2 separate regions of the Bos taurus genome follow, and region 1 is linked to region 2. The links are chromatin contacts, called in public Hi-C maps. All regions are on one chromosome and are shown on one strand. Each heading gives the region's core, a stretch centred on a gene start, on an enhancer-like site or on the middle of the called end of the contact. The rest is flanking DNA. Distances are from core to core; before and after follow the strand shown. Region 1 holds the start of ERI1 (exoribonuclease 1). Region 2 has its middle 42 kb from the start of TRNAG-UCC.

What was found. A called contact is a pair of places that touch in the nucleus more often than the background predicts.
Region 1: a contact with region 2 is called in a Hi-C map of skeletal muscle, with 9 times the contacts expected there. The contact joins the promoter of ERI1 here to the enhancer-like site in region 2. A contact is called at or near these places in 3 of 11 Hi-C or Micro-C datasets (liver, skeletal muscle and an unstated tissue).

Annotation. Positions count from the first base shown.
Region 1 is chr27:25,058,240-25,064,218 of ARS-UCD2.0, reverse strand. It overlaps ERI1 (exoribonuclease 1), which reads right to left and starts at 2,617. Exons shown (of 7, transcript NM_001038192.2): 1 at 2,354-2,617. The coding sequence starts at 2,461. LOC101904042 (a long non-coding RNA gene) reads left to right here and starts at 2,768. Exons shown (of 5, transcript XR_815985.4): 1 at 2,768-2,871; 2 at 3,746-3,852; 3 at 4,149-4,661; 4 at 4,970-5,073.
Region 2 is chr27:24,834,660-24,840,863 of ARS-UCD2.0, reverse strand. No RefSeq gene overlaps it. Among named protein-coding and RNA genes, the nearest start is that of TRNAG-UCC, 42 kb to the left of the region's middle. Within about 2 kb of position 2,278, at least 8 of the 102 cell types and tissues checked have an H3K27ac peak or open chromatin away from gene starts, as enhancers often do. A contact at or near this core is called in liver and skeletal muscle, where this site is marked.

The sequences.
Region 1 (5,979 bases), core at 1,368-3,867, 220 kb before region 2:
TTTGCTTTCAATAATAAATTTACAATGCTGGGCTACTTTATCATTAGAATATAATCAGGATTCCTAATTCATCCTTTGTCTTTATACTTAGAGTGAATTTTAAACTCCATCTTCAATCAGGTTAAAATTTAGATTCTACACTGAACAACAGTTTGCCTACCAAAACAGATGTCTCAGTCAATTTAAGTGACTTTTCTCTTTGGTTAAGTCCTCTCTCCTACTCACATGCTTTATTTTTATCTAAACTGTAGTTACAAAAATTACCCACACGTAAGAGGCCTCTTCTAAATATGTTATAAATCATGATTTCAATAAAGAAAGTTCTGTCTCCTCCCCTGCGTCCAACTCTAGTCCTCCTCCTTCGGTGAAGTTCAGGACACGGTCAAGGTGCAGTTCTCACAAACTTCAGTCTACACAAACTTCCAAAGAAAGTCATTCAAGACAATCCACTAAGAAGCAGAAAGTATTTAAAACCCTATATGTATTATGAATCTACAAAAACACAAGGTTAGTTTACCACGTAATACACGGATTGACAACGGCACCCTCCCCAATGTCTCAGTCCATCTGTCCAATGTCATGAAGTATCAGCCATACAATGAGGAAAGTAAGCACAGACTCCACTGTATAGGAAGGAATATTCAACTTCATGCTACTTTGACATTTTGCAATTTTCACATGTCCCAGTAAATGGTTACATAGGTTATATTATCTCAAATGAGAGTATCTTTACAATATGGAAGCAACCATGATCAAAAGAAACCTTTTCTGTGGCAAGAACATTTAGGAAATAGATGTTTTGGAAACATTTCCATTATTTTATTGCCCAAAAACCCCCTGCACATTACCTATTTTTTAAAAAAGCCTCCGAATCTACACATTACAGAAATTAAAGGCAGAATTAAACTTGATTAAAATCCTTCCCAAAGAAGAGTTCTGATGAAATCTGAACCTACTTCATTAAAAACATAAAAATGTAATACCTATTCATTTATGAGAACACTTTTGTTGATATAATGAAAATTTACTTAGCTGAAATCCAAACTTGCTTACTTAAGCCTGAAAACAAAAGGACTGTATCATCATTTATTAAAAGCATCCAACAACAGGTTTTTAACAAATATGACAGTCACTAAAACCAACCAGGAACACAGATTCAGGCCTTGAGTCACTATAGCTCAAAGTTTGTTTTTTTTTTTAGCTCAAAGTTTTAAGATATTTAAATAAAGTAAAGTGTATTCAATCACGCTACTCTCATTAAACATAAACTTTAAAAAATTATTTTTGTACCAACTCACATGATGATGTTATTGACAGTATCTTAAACTGAAGAAGGATGGTGGAGTAGAAATGGTTCTTTAGAGAGAAGAGATATGGAGCCCTCTTTGAAAGTAGCATCATAAGGTGAACCAGATAACTGTTCCAAGACTCAGGGCAAAGAAAGCACACAAAAGACCTTTAACAAGAAAGACCACCCACCATAACACCAAGGATGGTGGCCACTGAGAGCAAAAGGGAAGAGGTACAGCTAACAATGGAGGAAGGAGCCAAGTCCTGGGGCCAGCAAACTGAAGATTCAGGATGGGAGAAACCCAGTCAGATTCATGTTACTAAAGATTATTCCAGCTGCTATGTGGAGAATTGGCTGTAGGTGGAAAGAGCAGAAGTCTGGACGCCTCCTCCAACTACCCACACTACGAGGCACTCAGCATTTGTATATTAATAGAAAATGACCAGTTTTGGTATTATTTACAGTCTGCAGCTAGTCAACAATAATTATACCTATCAAAGAAGACGATTAAAGACGTTTTAAGACCGTCTTTACAACTTTGTCACTGTAGGATCTACTACTGAGCTGTCAAAATCATTAACATCATTCATACATTATGTTTATACGAAGCAGGAGTAAAATGGTCCAAAAACCAGAGACGAAGTTCCAGCCAACAGGCACAGTTACCTTCTGCCAAGGCTGGGAGATGGCCTTAAAGGTCTTAAGGAGTGATACACTTAGAGCTGGGGTGAGATTTCTAAAAACATAAACTACCAATTACAGACTAGGGCTACCCGGAATGACGACAGCAACCGTGTAACCGATTGTTAACTCAGCAAGTTTAGAGCAGAATTCCCACCCAGAACGTCTAAAACCTCAGTTCGCACACTCAGTTCGTCTGGGCTGTTGACTTACTTCCAGACGGTACCTGGGACTAGAAAGGGCTCAATGACAACTATCCCCAGAGAACGGCTCCCGGAGTTGAGGCCAGGGAAGGCGGCCGGGGCTAGGGTCCCAGGGCGCACAGGCTGCGGTTCCCGCGGGAAACCCTCTTAATTCAGGGGCACGCGGGCGGATTCTCACCTCAGGATTCGGACGCTGGGCTTCGTCCCCGCACTCCGACCCGGGAGACGCGCGCCGCGCGGGAGCCACGGCCTCGTCGCCAGGCTGGAGGGTCTGCTCATCCTCCATGTCGCGTGTCACGTCAGAAGGGAGCTGCTGGAGCCTCCACTCGCTCAGTCTCACCCGGCCAACCTCGAAAGCCTCGACTTTCTCGGTTGAAAAATTACCGGGCTCGCGTTCCCGCGGCGGCGTCCACACAAACTCGAGCGGGGACCTCCCACTTCCGGGAACGTGAAGCGTCCAGACGCCGCGCAGGCGCAGTGAGCCGGCGCACGGAACGCGAGGGCTTCCGTTGACGGGGGCTGGAGAAGCGAGGAGGGAGGGGCAAAAAGAAAGATGGGAGGAGCCAAGCGGGAGGGAGGCGCGCGCGCGGGAGAAACAGAACGCTGCCGGCGCGGAGTGGAGGCTACGCCAGGTTCCGGACTCTGGTGCCTGGAGGAGACCACCAAAGGAAATGATCCATCACCATCTCCTGAGAAGTAAGCGAGGATTGCCCTTGAGAGAGGTGAATTTTAACCACAGAGAATAATCTTTATAAAGCAATCTGCGTTTTCCGTAAGGCATTTAAGACGCCCACTACTGGACAAGAAGAAATAGGTCTGAAACTATTAAGAAACTGAGCAAAGTATGTGAAAATAACTGTTTTCAGACATCGGACGGCAGGCAGTTCCAGTCCTTTTACATGAAAGAAGAGAAACAAATGAGATGAGCCAGGGATGAGCCGGGTTGACCCTGGCTCTCTGTCCAGAGGCAGTTTCCAGTTTGCAAGTACAAGGGGAACTTAAGCAGAGCCTAGGGTCTCCCTGAGAAGACAGGTCTTACCAAATGAAGTAGACGGGGATTGGATTTTGGGGAGACCAAATTGGTTGGAATTTATAAGGCCGAGTTCATGGAGAAAAAGCTTCAGAAATCTGCATCTTTAACTGAATAAAAATCAGTGAATATGTTCTGTGACTATTTCACAAGGCCAGGAAAGATCATGGGGAAGCAGTAAGCCAAACAATTTTCACAACTCACAGGACAAGGAATCATTTGAGTTCCCTGGAGCTAGAGTGGGGAGACTGTTGAATACAGTTGTTGAATGGAATATGCAATAGAGACCCCCGAAGTGTCATGCCTTAGTAGTGACTAGCCCTAGACTCTGGGGTCTAAAGGAAAAGCTATTTAGACCCTTCAAAAGCTTAAAGAGAAAAATCTTAAAAGTAGCTGGTGAAAAAAGGCACATTATGCACAGAGAAATAATAGTAAGTTTTCATAGACTTCTCATTAGAAACTGTGCAAGCCAAAAGAAAATGAAATGACAACTTAAAAATGCAAAACAAATATGTCAGCTTGGAATTCTATACTCCACAGGATGAAACAAAGACTTTTTCAGACAAACAAGTCCAGGAAGGCCACATCCTGAAGCAGCACCATCCCAGCTGACCTGCAGACAATGGGAAAAGAATTAAATGCTTATTGTAAGCCAATGGGGTGGTTTGTTATTCTGCATTATTATAAAAATAATTAATGAGTATAGGATCACTTCTAGGCACATGGCAGTGGGTGAGGACATATAATTCCCTAACGGCAAAAGGGACACAATTGGAAATCTACCACTGATTTTTTACTTTTGGAATCACCTGCTTCTTTCTAAGTGGACTGTATTTTTTCTCTTGTAACTGCAGACTCACCTTTGTGTTTATAAACAAAGGTTTATAGACTTAAAAATCACAAAGATTTCTAAGGCACAACTCTGATCATTTCTTTTTCCTAGGGTTTATTTGTTTTCTTTTCAGATAATGATTGTGAGTCTTGACATGCAACTATAGAAAATTAATAAGAATTGCTGATTGCATCTCTCTCCAAGAAAAAATGATCCAGTAAACACTTACCAGGATTCATATTATGTGAACATTAGTAAGTGCTAACTACAAATTGTCTGCTTGAACTTTTTGATTTGATTATTGTATCTCAGTTGTTAAGATTCACTATAAGGATTGATTGATATTTATCAATAAATTTATCAATCAATAAATCAATTGATCATTTATCTACACTTCAGATGATGAGCTATACCTTAGTACTGTTGCCAGTATCTATGGGAACGCTAAGATACAATAACCATTCATTCATTCAACAAAGATGTATGGAGCACCTTCTACCTGCCAGGAATGAGCACTGAACAAAATGACAAAAATTCTGCATGAGTTTATGTTCAGGAAGTGGAATAAAGACAACAAACAAAAGAAATAAGCAAAACATTTACATATGGAGGAAAATTAAGCAGGTAAGAGGAAGGTGGGGATGATTCTGTGGGAAAGGGTCTTGCAATTGTAAATAGAATGGTTATGGGAGGTCTCTTTGATGATGTGCTACTTGGGCAAAGGCCTGAAGGAGGGAAGGAGCCAACTTTGAGGCTCTCTGAGGGAAGAGAATTGCAGGCAGTGCAAACAACAAATGAAAAGGCCCAGAGCTGACAAAGTGCCTGGAATGTTCAAGAAATACCACCATATCTCACGCTTTCCTTTCACTGTATGGTATCAGCATGCAGGAGACCCATGTTTTGTAAATGGTGATTTTGCTGTTACTCTCCAGGTACACCTAGGGAAAAGTCCCAATGATTCCAGTGCCTTCCACCTAAGAAAATGACTTCCCCAAGTTGGACAGCTCAAGGAGGAGAGCCTCCCTAAATGTTTCAGGTATGGCCCAAGCCTAAAAGGGGTTTTAGAATCAGTTATTCTCTTACTAACCCCAGTGAAAAACATACCTGCTTTCATTTAGTGTTAAAGTCCCGGGATGAAACCACTGTCTATGATAGATCTGTATGTTGAATACCAGGTTTTGTAAATTGTTCTAGACTGAACTAAATATGTGATCTTTGGCAGAGTAGAATGCCATTTGTTTCTGAGTGGTTTACCCATGGCTGCCTGGTGCCAATATATGTTTAGTTCTATATGTTTGGGTTTGTATCTGAGCTCTGTCCTGTTAGTCCGTGGTGTCTGTTCTTACACCCTTCCCACACTATTTTTATTGCTTGACTCTGCAATATGTATTAATATCTGATAAAACAAATTCTCCCTCTTTTTCAAGACTAGCTTGACTCTTTTATGTTTTTGGTCTTTCATGTACATTTGAGGATAAATTCATTGGTACTTAAAATCCAATAAAGCTTCTCATTAAAATTGAATTCACTAGATTAACCTGAAGAGAACTGACATAATAAATCTTTCTGTTGAAACATATGACTGTTTATTCAGACCATGTTGTATGCTTTAAAATTTTTATAGTTTTCTCCATAGAAGTCTTGTCTGTTCTTGGTTAATTTCCTAGCCACATTATGGCTTTTGTTATTGTTATGAATGGTATATTATCTTACATTATACTTATTTAGGTTGGTTATTTGTGGTAAGAAAAAATACTATTGATTTTTATAATGCCTAAACTCCCTTATGAATTTTAATATTTTTTTATTCTGTTGATTTTTTCCTAAGATGGCTGGTCGTATTTTTATAAATGTTTTAGCTTTATTTTTCCTACTTTTATACACCTTTATCTTTTTCTTTTCTTACTGCATTTTCCAGAAGTCTTGGTAATTTGTTAATAGT
Region 2 (6,204 bases), core at 1,029-3,528:
TTATACTATTTTTATAACTTTTCTGTAAACCTGAAACTATTTCAAAATAAATGGTAGAGATTAGTGAGGGGGGGGGTGGAAAGGAAAAAATACCTTCTTTTTCAACCTCTCTCTCCCTTTCTTCTGTGTCTCTGTGACTCTCTCTGCAAACCCACCCACAGAAACATGTCTGAAGGAAATGTAGCAAACCTGTTAACAGTATTTATATCTAGATGGTGGGACACTACATTTAAAGTTAATCTTCTTGCAAAGGCAGCAAAAGCAAAAAGTCAACAAGTGGAACTACATTAATCTAAAACGCTTCTGCACCAAAGGAAACCAAATGATTAGGAAACAGCGAAGTGAAAAGGCTACCTACCAAATGGGAGAAAGTATTCACAGGTCATATATCTGATAAGGGATTAATTTCCAAAATCTATTAAGAAATCATGCAACTCAGTAGCAAAAATCAAATAATCTGATTAAAAGTTGAGTAGAGGATCTGAACATTTTTCCAAAGAAGACATACAAGTGGCTGAAGGGTCCGTGAAAAGTGCACAACATCGCTAGTTATTAGAGAAATGCAAATCAGAATCACAATCAGACACCACGTCAACTGTCAGAATGGCTATCTTAAAAAAGACAAGACATAACAAGAGCTGGCGAGGCCGTGGAGCAAAAGGTAACCCCTGTGCACTGTTGGTGGGAATGTAAATTGGTGCAGCCACTACGGAAAAAAACAGTTATGAATGTTCCTCAAAAAATTAAAAATGACCATATGATCAAGCAATTCCACTCCTGAGTATTTATCCAAAGAAAAACACTAATCAGAGAAGATACATTCACCCCTAAGTTCACTGCAGTATTATACACAACAGTCAAGATATGTGAGCAACCTCAGTGTCTACTGACGGATAGATAAGAAAAAGCGAAATATACATATATCTGTGTATTATGTGTATGTATGCATATGTATGTGTGTATATATATGTATGTGTATGCAGAGGAATATTATCTAGCCTTAATGAAGAAGGAAATCCTGCCATTTGTGACAACATGGATGAACCCTGAACATTATACAAAGTGAAGTCCAACAAAGAGAAATATGTATGTTCTCATTTATATGCAGAATCTAAAAAAAACACAAAAAACCTCAGAAAAACAGAGAATATTATAGTGAATGCCAAGGGGGTGGGGGAAATGCAGAGATGTTGGTCAAAAGGTCTAAACGTCCAGTCATAAGGTGAATAAGCTCCAGGGGTCTGATGCAGAGCATGGTGACGAAAATTAACAACACTGATTGTGTTCTTGAAAGTTGCTGAGCGTAGATCTTAAATGTTCTCACCATAACAACAACAAGGTAACGATGTGAAGGTTGCAACTGACCTAACTGTGAACTGCGCCATTTCTTGTTGTTCAGTCACCAAGTCATGTCTGGCTCTCCGCGACCCTGTGGACTGCAGCACGCCAGGCCTCCCTGTCCTTCACCATCACCAAATCTACACCTTAAACATGGACCATGTTATATGTCAATCATATCTCAATAAAGCTGGGGGGAATAGAAAAAATAATAGAGTAAAATTAATCTTGTTTATGCTTTTATGTTTTACACATACTCAGCCGTGTGTATTTGTTCTTACAGAACATTAGCGATTTTAGAAAACGCCAGCAAGGCTGGGGCCCCTGGTCCGCCCTCCTACCTTGCGGGAGTCGGCTGTTTACATTATCACTAACTCTCCCAACGTGGTTACACCCATCTGGGCTCTGCCAGCAGCTGCGGAAACGCCAAAATAGTCCTCAGTGGGGTCTTGATCGTGAGACAGCTGTGGTCTCAAATGACTGGGAGTGTCACGTGATTCTCCCCTGAGGCCAGGACGATACTGGATGACAGAAGAAACGCTAAATACGGCAACGTGCACACTCTTTAGGACAGAAATGCCCTGTTCACTTTCTGGGGGCAGCAGAGTTCCAGAGCGATGAACTTGGCGTTCATCTGCACAGTTCACGTGTCACTGATTTTTTTAAGCAAATTATTATTTATTGCCAGTTTCTAGAACATGCCATCTCAATCTTTGGGTTCCCTGGAAAAACTACTCAAATTCTTCCCCTGTTAAAGTTTTTAAAATAAATTAAAAGCATTTCTCACAGTGTTGGGCATACATAATAGCTAAGAAATGTTCCTTTAATGAGCTAATTGAAAAATAAATTGAAAAATTGCGAGTGACTGGTGTGAGGAGAGAACTCTGCAGTCTGGGTTTTAAAGTCTGGATTATGCAATAGGTTGGACAGTTTCTGGCCAACTTGTTTAGCAGTTTTCCAGTTTCTGCCAGTTGGAGGGGACTCCAGTGGGTCACAGCGTTTTCCTGACTCCAGGCAGGGAACTGTCGACATGTCGGAGTGTAGGCTGCTCTCCAACATTCCCCAGAAGAGCTTCCACAGCTTAATGCCAAAGGACAGTCTAAGTTCAATACCACTGAAAATTTGGTCTTCACAGATCAAACTCTTCATACCACGAAGGTGGGTCTTCATTTGTGATTTCAGAGAAAGTCACGTGTTCAATTACTCGAGATTCCTTTCATTCCCCTTTTGTCACTGTGAGATCAGTCTCTGAATTTATTCACAAAGGCTGCCACCATTCGAGTATGGAGACAAATTCTTAACCCCTCATTAGGGGAGTTAGATGTGGGTTTTCTATTAATTCCATTTCTGAGCAACCTCTCAGCTTGACAGGGACAACCCAAGATATACTCTTTGGTAAAACGGTGTGCTCTTTGGGAAAACTCAACTTATTCTCTGATTATTTACAAAATGCTTAAGACATCAAGATAGTCTTTCAAACTACACTTTGGAAAATTTAACTTCCCAAATGTTAAAAAAAAAAAAGAGACGTATGACAGTGAGCATTATTCTGTTTTGAAATGTGGCATTATATTTAATCTCTTTTCAGAAAATAAATGGAAATCACGATGTGAAATTATATGTAAAGATCTAACACGATTGGAAAATACATAGCTTTAGGGTCTTAGAATTCAAATGTATCTCTGCTGTTGGCATCAACTTTCCTTCTGTCATGAGTATTCATAATCTCATCACCTTTCAACAAACAGAATAACCAACCCATAGAGCTATTAATATTTACCCTGGGTTGGGAAGATCTCCTGGAGTGGGAAATGGCTACCCACTCTGGTATTCTTGCCTGGAAAATTCCATGGGCAGAGAAGTCTGGCAGGCTGTTACAGTCCATGGGGCTGCAAAGGGTCAGACATGCCTGAGTGATTGAACACACACAGCTATTTAAGGTGACATATATGTTGGCTCATTTAATCCTTCCAGTAATCTTATGAAGAAGGTACTGTTACGTTCTCTTTACAGATAAATAAGCACTGAGAGTCAATCGCCTAAGGGATACAGTTAATAAATGGCAGAGCACAGATTCAAAGCCTTGATTCTGACTGTCGAGTATGAGTTTTTAAGTTATTGTATTTTGTTCTGTCTGAATTAACATCAGAGGCAAATTGTAATTTCAAGCTCCTTTTCCTTGACTCCTGGCATCATACATGGGCCAGCTCTCCTTTCCCTCACCCACTGGTATTTGGTAAATGCTTACCATCCAGCTCTCTGAAAAGCTCATATGTAGCATTTGCCAGTTTCCATGGCCAAGTTCCAAGTGGTTAATTTCAAATTACCAAGAGATGTGTAATACAGGCTCATTACCTAATTTATAAAGATAGAATATAACCTCAAAAAGCACAAAGACAGTAAAATGTCAAAAAATAGATAATTAAATTTGGAGTATTTGTTTTAATATAACCTACTTAATTAAACATTTATATAATCTAATTCTAATTTTTAAAAATGTTAATTCCTGAAAATTTAGCAATTGGCTCTCAACAGCCAGTTCTATCAGATGCTATATTTTCTGGAAGTATTTTTTAAAGGAAAATTGGGAGAGTGGTGAAATTAAAACACTGGGCTACAATCTCAAGGGTGTCTAATTCTGAGCCCTCCTCCAGATAAATTTTTGGGGTTACCAAATTTGAACTGTGGTGTTGGAGAAGACTCTTGAGAGTCCCTTGGACTGCAAGGAGATCCAACCAGTCCATTCTAAAGGAGATCAGCCCTGGGTGTTCTTTGGAAGGAATGATGCTAAAGCTGAAACTCCAGTACTTTGGCCTCCTCATGCAAAGAGTTGACTCATTGGAAAAGACTCTGATGCTGGGAGAGATTGGGGGCAGGAGGAGAAGGGGACGACAGAGGATGAGATGGCTGGATGGCATCACCAACTCAATGGACGTGAGTTTGAGTGAACTCCGGAAGATGGTGATGGACAGGGAAGTCTGGCGTGCTGCGATTCATGGGGTCGCAAAGAGTCGGACACGACCAAATGACAACTGAACTGAGCTAAACAGAACTGAACTGAAACTCCTCTTCGGGGAGAGCTTAAGGGGTGGGTTTACCCTGGCTTGCGGAGAATTTTGTGGTCTGCTGCGCCATCTGGTGGTTAAAGCTTGCAATTGCTATGCTCCCTGCTGCCATCCTGTTGGCCTGGGTCTGCTGAGAATTTTGTGGTCTGCTGCGCCATCTTGTGGTTACAGCTTGCAATTGCAATGTTCCCTGCAGCTGTCTTTTGCTTCAGGGTGCAAGTCAGATAGGGAAATTCTTTACCCACTAGCATTTTCAACTATTAATTAGTCTTCCAGTGAGTAATTTGACTCTTTTCTCCCATTCTAAGGCCTTTAAGATAAAGTCCCAGGAGTTGGGCCAAAGGCAGGACTTTTGTCCTCCACTGAAATTACCACCCCAACTCCAGAGCAGAGGAGAGATCTCCAGGCCTACCTTATAAATGTTAATCAGGATATATCTAACGTCCTAACAAACATCCCGAAGTTCTTGTCACTCTTCCCTAAGAGGCTGACAGGGTCCTCAGCAAACAGATCTTCACGCATTCCATCCTGATATCTCACAGATGCCCAAACTGAAGGCACAACCCTATCGTCCATCCCAGAACCCCGCTCTCTCCATCATGGACCCCATCTCATGACATACATTTAAGATAATAAAAGTGTACAGGTAAGAGAGACGTGATCTGAAGGTCACCTTTTGGTTGTGCTAATCCACACCACCAGTCTCTTTAGTGTGATTTTAATGTCATTGAACCCTAACCATATATCGGGGGCAGGTGTCTTCAAGCATTCTAACCCCCTTCTTCACTTCTGTATTTCTACTGGGATATTAATTCATTCACACAACTGTTGTCTACTGGGCACACATGTGTGCTGGTCACTTGGCTGAGAGATGTGGCTCAAGGAGACGCAGGGTAAGTCCCTGCACCTGAGGGCTCCCCAGGGTTGCGGTGGAGGCGAAGGATTGTATTTGGAAGCATCAGTGAAGCAGCATCTGTGCGTTCCAGGGAACAAAAGCAATTGACTGGAAGCAGGAGGACCAGGGACAGCTTCCCGGCGGAGCATCTAAGGTGACCTTGAAGTATGTATAGACTCTGGACAGAGGGAGAAGACAGGGAAAGAGGAATCAAGGCCTGAAAGCATAGACTGGAGGATTTTCAAAGGAACAAGCAGGGCACTTTGGCCAGAGGAAAGAATGTCCATGAGGCAGAAACAATGAGCCACAACACGAAACCAGGCTGGGGACCGCCCTGAATGGTCTCCATTACCACGCGGGAAATGGACTGCGTGCGGGGGTAATAAAATGTGAGCCTTTCAGTGTTCTTGAGCAAAGGAGAGAATCAGATCCACGGCTAAAGGAGTTGTCTGTTCAAGCTTTGCTGGGCACAGGTGCCAAATGTGGGCTTATTTTCTGCCAGGACACAGGACAATTCAAGCTCGCGGTCTAAAAATGATAAAGACATGGACATTTTTAGCAAGAGAGGAAGAGCCCTGCTCACTACACTAGCCACTTCCGGCAAGTCTTGTCCCACAGAATGAACTGTGTGTCAATAAAAGGGGAGGAAAGGTGATGGAGCAAAGGAAAGCAAAAATACTAAAAAGAAAAATTATCTAAATCACAGAGGAGGAGGAAGTACAGGAAGAAGAACAGATGAGGGGGAGGGGAGGGGAGGGGAGCAGGGGGAGGGGAGGGGAGGGGAGGTTCTCCCCCACAGTGTGAGAAATGACAGGTCTTGAACTTGGGCAGCAGGAATGATAAGACGGAATCTGCAGGAGAAGAGCTGATGGCTTTCACTGCTGTGGAGCCTGGGAGCTAGAGAAT